Linked DNA regions of Mus musculus: region 1 is linked to region 2. A link is a contact called in public Hi-C data. All regions are on one chromosome and are shown on one strand. Each heading gives the region's core, a stretch centred on a gene start, on an enhancer-like site or on the middle of the called end of the contact. The rest is flanking DNA. Distances are from core to core; before and after follow the strand shown. Region 1 overlaps Palld (palladin, cytoskeletal associated protein). Region 2 overlaps Palld (palladin, cytoskeletal associated protein).

Region 1 (2,983 bases), core at 123-2,622, 240 kb after region 2:
GAAGAAAGGAGATGAGGAGGAAGAAGACAAGGAAAAGGAGGAAGACGCCCTTTTATAATACCAAAGCCATGTTGCTTTGAGACTAAACTTTGCTGTCCAGTCCAGACTGATCTAAAAGTCAAGATCACTGTGCTTCTATCCTCCCAGTGCCAGGTTTATAGGTAGGCGCCACAACCCACATTCAGGAACTAGTTATCCACTCAAAGGCTGAGTGCGCAGAAGACCAAGAAAGGTGAGTGGTGTCAGGTTCCCTGCCCCTAGGCCCCTCTAAAGACTGAAAAAGGAGGGCCATTAGAACAGGACATGAATGGAGCAACAGATGATGTAACAGTTCACCTTGTATGAGACAGGAGAAACGGCTCAGAGGTTAGGAGTGCTTGCGGCTCAATCAGGAGGACTACAGTTCACATCCTATCAGATGGCACACAAAGTCTTCAATGATGTCTTTTTGGCCTCTGGGGGCCACTGCACACACATGTGCACATACAGTTACAGAGAGACATACTCACACAAATAAATACAAGCACACATGTTCACAAATACATAGAAATTTTGAAAAAATTTAAACAAAATTGATAGCAAATAATTTATATACATATTGTATATAAATTATTTGTTATATATACATGTGTATATGTATATCTATCTATCTACCTAACTCTATCTATCTCTCTATCTATCTTCTCTTTCCTTTAACTGTTGAGATTGTTTTCTGGGTATGTAAGAATAAAGGAGGGAAGGAACTCTGCTTTCACATTTTTTTTTGTGACATTTGGGGACAGTGCTTATGTTTAAAGTAGGAATGCCTTGAAATGACTGGTTTGTCTTCTCATTACTGTTCCTCCCATTTCTCCTTTTATCTGGGGCTACTTTATCTAATTTATTAGTTTGGTGATGCTCAGGGTTTTCTTCTGTTTTGATTTTTAAAGACAGAGACTCACCATATAGCCCTGGCTGGCCTGAAACTCATTACGTCCACCAGTCTGGCCTTGAACTCAAAGGAGATCTGCTTCCCATTGCTGGGATTAAAGGCTTGTGCTACCAAGTCTGGCCTGCGGCTTTGGAGCAGTCTCTGTCTTGGCCTTACTTAAGGACCTCTAAGCTAGCAGTAAGTAGCCTAGCCATGCAGTTGTAGGAAGTTGTTTCCTGATCCGGGCCACCGCACAAACGCAGTCACTAAACGTTGGCCTCATGGCGGCGCCAGAGCTGAATGTGTTCCTTGGGCTGAGCCTGAGTCCTCCTGAAACCCAGGTCTTGCTGCTCACTGGCTTATACTATTGACAAGTGAAGTTTCTCCTCGTGTTCTAGTCCCTACCTCAAGATCCTGCCACCTGCTGCCATACCTGCCAACCGTGCATTCTTTCCTCTGGTTGGCCACCCAGGCACACCCTGTCCCTTCCCAGGATAGCTGCCAGCCACCCAATACTATGCGCCTCTGTGTTTATCAAGCATTATCTTTTGAGCTTTTGCCCACTGATTGCTTCAGATTCCTTGACACTCCCTTCCTCTCCATAAGACAACCAACTACTTCTAGATCCTTAGAAGGTGTCCTGCCGATGAGGAGCTAGGTCTCACTAATATGTAGGTCAGTAGGTCCCTGAATGGATGCAGGATGAGCCAGTTTCTCACGCTCCAGCGCGAGCACTTTTTATTAAAGATTTCCTTCCTTACACAAAATTGTCTTCACAGAAGGTTTTCCGCTAAGACCATCATGTCTCACGTGGTCAATAAAGTTGAATGCTCATGAAGTTTGATATATTTCCAAATGCATGATCAAGATGACCAAGATCCCTCAAACAGGAATGAAAACAACCCTCATCTCCCCGACCTCGTGTATTTATAGTCGTCTTCTTAAAGCAAAACAAAACAAAAACAAACCCTAAAGGATATAAAGGTTAAGTAAACAATGAGCAATGAAGCATTTTTACCAAAGATTTAATGACTGTTTACCATGTCAAATGAACATTGGTCATTGATTTTAGTACACTGAAATAATTAATAATACTATGCTACTAACCAAATGTCTAAACCTACTGTCCCCAGCTGTCCTCAAGAAGCCTGGGCATGATTTTGATGGCCCACTGTGTTATCAAACGACTAAGTGAACCTTAACAAGGAATCATGCCTGCTCATTTGATTGGGTCCTTTGGTGCTGAGTGGAGTGATTTCAGTCAGTTTTGACATGTTATACATTTGCTACTGGGTTCCACTTGCAAGAGACTGTTTTGTACATAAATGTAAATTGAACCATAAAGTTTCAAAGTCAGTAACATTGTTTTGCACATACATATATTCCTCACCGATCATTTGCTCCTAAAATTGATAGGTTTTTTTAAAAAAAAAAAACCAAAACAGAATCTGAAAGAAAGCATTACATTCTTCTGGAAAACAGAATCCAGAACCATGTGTCTGAGCAAACACATTAAGAAGGTTTTTACCGCCCCCTGCTGTTCGTTTCTTAAAATAGCAAGCATTACAGTAAAAGCTGACAGTGTAAACTAGCTAGTGAATAATAGTGAATTTATTCTAAGCAATGATTGTGAAATCCATGCCAGCGATGTGTGCATGAGCTCACACAGGAAGGAAAAACGCATGAGGTCTGTTTTGACCTTGTGTAGCTGACCTTGTCCATTTCATTCTTTTCCTAAACTAAATTATTGGAACTTGCTTTTAAACATTTATATAATGCCAGGCATGGTGGCGCACGCCTTTAATCCCAGCACTTGGGAGGCAGAGGCAGGTAGATTTCTGAGTTCGAGGCCAGCTTGGTCTACAAAGTGAGTTCCAGGACAGCCAGGGCTACACAGAGAAACCCTGTCTCAAACAACAACAACAACAACAACAACAACAACAAAACAATTGCATTCACATAAACATTTATATAGATTGGATAAAACATTCAAATAACCCAATGGATGCCCATCTTTGTAGTCTAATCCTGACTTGCAATTAAGAAATTAGACACGCTGAAGAGCCTGGGTAA
Region 2 (3,028 bases), core at 481-2,980:
GGGACAAGGCCTAGGCTAGCAGACTAAGCCGTAAACCTTGGAGACAAAAATTACAAAAGGAGAATAAAAGTTACTTTTACAGTCTATAGATAGACAACATCATTGCTCAACCACAAACTCAGTGTGATGTGCTGACAATTGAATCCTGGGCACCATCAGCTGTTTTGAGGAAGGTTGGCTATTGTTGGCACCATTTTATAAAGTGAGAGACTTGAAAATACATGCCAGTGGCACACAACTAGGATCAGAGAGATGGCTCAGTGAATGAACTACTTGCTGTGCTTGTCTGGAGTCTGGAGTTCATATCTCCAGAGTCCAGGTGAAAACCTGGATGGGCGTGTGACTTGTCTGTAATCCCAGTACTCAGTAGGCAGAGACATGGATCCTGTTTGGCAAGCTGGCTAGCTAGTAAGCTTGAAGAGTGAGTTCTGGGTTCAGTGACAGTTCCTGTCTCAGGAAGTAAAGTGGCGAGTGATTAGGAAGGCCCTCCGTGTCAACACACACACACACACACACACACACACACAGAGGTTATAACTAAGATTGAAGGAAGAACTGATCATTTGAAAACTGGCAAAGAGAAAGTGGCGAGTTTTACTTGGAATTGCTTTAGTACTAGCTGGTCATGTGCTTGAAGCTAGTGGGCTACAGGGTAAAATCCAGCAGTCTGTCTAGCCTTACTCTCTCTCTCTCCATGCTTAATTAAACCACTACCAATAGGGATGTTATGGAATCACATTTGACATACTAGTCACATTGTTTAATGGAATAGAGTATATACATTAATCAGCCACAAATTGATAGGACATGTCCGTGCTGATGGTCTGCTATTCGAAGAAAATCATGGTTTAGCTTCTGCTGGAAGACAGCTTTCTGCTTACAAAAGAATATTTTCCACTTCCCTGATATTATCTTTAATACCATTTTGGATGTTCTCTTGTGACTCACATGATGATGGCACACTAAGTTCCCTACCCATCTCCCAGGTGCTGTGGGGTGGCTCTCCAGATTGCTGAATAGTGAAATGGTAAAACATCTAGGCCCACCCTCCACATAAGTGCATAACTTTAAACAATCGTTTCAGGAGTCCATGTTGATAATGAGGGAAAGGAGTATTTAGAATAAGTTTGCCTTTCATGGCTCAGTTTCTCTTTTGCCGCCAACTCATCTCTGACTTCCCAAGGCCTCTCCTCCAGGCCCTTTCCCCATGTCTCCTGTGAAACCACACGCTTCACTTCAGGTCCAGCAAGAGTAGATTCTGGGTGTCTGCCTGTACTTTGTAGGGACGGTGCAGAAGGCCCTCCCTGCACATAGAAGGAAATTTGCACAGTGCCTCATTTGGGAGAGATGAAATATTTTAATAGCAGTGTTTATGTTCTTGCTCTGTAGATAACTAAAAACCAGTGAGTTTTTTACATCAGACTTTGAAATGAAAAAACATCACCCACTCAGTGGAAATACAAATTTCATCCCTTTATGCCCTTCGGCCCCGTCAACGTTATTCTTCCCCATTTTCCTGTTCTCCTTGAGATTTCTGAGTCACCACAGAGGGAGACCCAGTGTGGTGTCTGGCCAAGTTTTGCAGGTTTAGCTTTCTCAAGAGAAGCAGACTTGAAAGGCTTCCTTTCAGGGTTCCCTAAGCTCTGCAGACAGTCTGGAGGAGAATGTGTCCTGGGAGCCATGATTGAGTGGTAAGCAGAACTGTAGCAGGCAGCGGGAGTTCAGAAGGTTAACACCAGCCCAGGCCTGTGTTCTGTGCTGTGTGCTGAGGCCAGGCAGGCCCGTCTCTCATAGACCCAGGCCAGCTTCTCAGAAACTGCTGCTCTTAACCTTACAAACCCTGTCCTATGAGAGCCTCAAGCCTGAAATTCCCAGTTGGTTTTCCTGTCTCTTAAGATCGGAACAAACCAGACAAAGCCAATTTTTTAATGTCACCATTTGCAGGCAGCCATGTGCTCAGTCACTCTCCTGAGATTAAGTGGGCTTGAAAATCTGATTTATAGAAGCAAAGAGAATAATTTGTTTATAATGGGCGACTGGGTTAAAATAGATGTTCTTCACTGGAAAAGTCACTGACATATTCAAACCAAATGCATACCATTCAAATGAGCTGTGTTGGCCTGGTTTATATTAATTTAGCCAATGTTCTCCAAAAATAATTACATATGCATAATGAAAACAATTTAATAAACAGACTATAGGCATATGGTCATGAACACACTAGCATGTAAGAAATCATGAAGAAGCCCATCTCCCTGAGACTAAATAGAACAGCCTCTGCCTCTTCTTCTCCTTAACCTTGACCCACTGTCATGCCGCAGAGCAATGAATCTCCTGCTCAGGCAATTACAGAGAACATTAAAAGAGAAACCATCCCAGGGAAGGAAACCATCTTAACTCTTCCTCTGAGTCACTTAGGTTTTTGATGCTACAGTTAAAACAGAGTATGCCTTGCCCTTCGACTATACTTAGGGTAGGACTTGATCTTGGGCAGGCACCTCCAAAGAATTATAACTTTACACGCAATGTCAAAGATCAGGAGTCACTCAGGGTGGTTCATGCCTGTCATTCCAGTATTTAGGAAACTAATGCTGGAGTGTGGCCTCTGGTTGAGGAGGCAGGAAGATGAGCGGGAACATGAGGCCAATGTGGGCTACACAGTGAGACTCTTGACTGGAAAACAAAACCCAACCATCAACCAAAGAACGCACAAAGTCAACAGAGACAAGAGACGTAGATGACAATGAGAAACTGTGATGAGAGAAATCAGGCAGACCTCCTGGAAGAGGTGACATTTGAGCTATGGCCTGAAGGGCAGATAGGAGTTCTTAGAAAGATAAATGAGGACATAGGAAAGAGTCTAGATTATGTGGAGTTCTAGAAATATGAAGCGTGTTGAGTGAGGATGCTGAGTGGTTGATGTCAAAGCTGGAGAGATGCTGGGCGTGGTGGCGCACGCCTTTAATCCCAGCACTTGGGAGGCAGAGGCAGGCGGATTTCTGAGTTCGAGGCCAGCCTGGTCTACAAA

What was found. Hi-C and Micro-C count contacts between places; a contact is called where the count stands out from the background.
Region 1: a contact with region 2 is called in a Hi-C map of uterus, with 3 times the contacts expected there. The contact joins two enhancer-like sites. A contact is called at or near these places in 1 of 15 datasets of contacts at CTCF or cohesin (the NIH/3T3 cell line), 2 of 484 Hi-C or Micro-C datasets (both in uterus), 5 of 115 datasets of contacts at active chromatin or transcription factors (astrocytes, cardiomyocytes, extraembryonic endoderm stem cells and 2 more) and 1 of 9 other capture datasets (embryonic stem cells).

The regions. Positions count from the first base shown.
Region 1 is chr8:61,873,014-61,875,996 of GRCm38.p6, forward strand. All of the region lies in intron 2 of Palld (palladin, cytoskeletal associated protein), which reads right to left. Among named protein-coding and RNA genes, the nearest start is that of Palld, 28 kb to the right of the region's middle. Within about 2 kb of position 1,373, at least 12 of the 459 cell types and tissues checked have an H3K27ac peak or open chromatin away from gene starts, as enhancers often do. A contact at or near this core is called in uterus, where this site is marked.
Region 2 is chr8:61,637,516-61,640,543 of GRCm38.p6, forward strand. All of the region lies in intron 10 of Palld (palladin, cytoskeletal associated protein), which reads right to left. Among named protein-coding and RNA genes, the nearest start is that of Gm51575, 5.8 kb to the right of the region's middle. Within about 2 kb of position 1,731, at least 29 of the 459 cell types and tissues checked have an H3K27ac peak or open chromatin away from gene starts, as enhancers often do. A contact at or near this core is called in uterus, where this site is marked.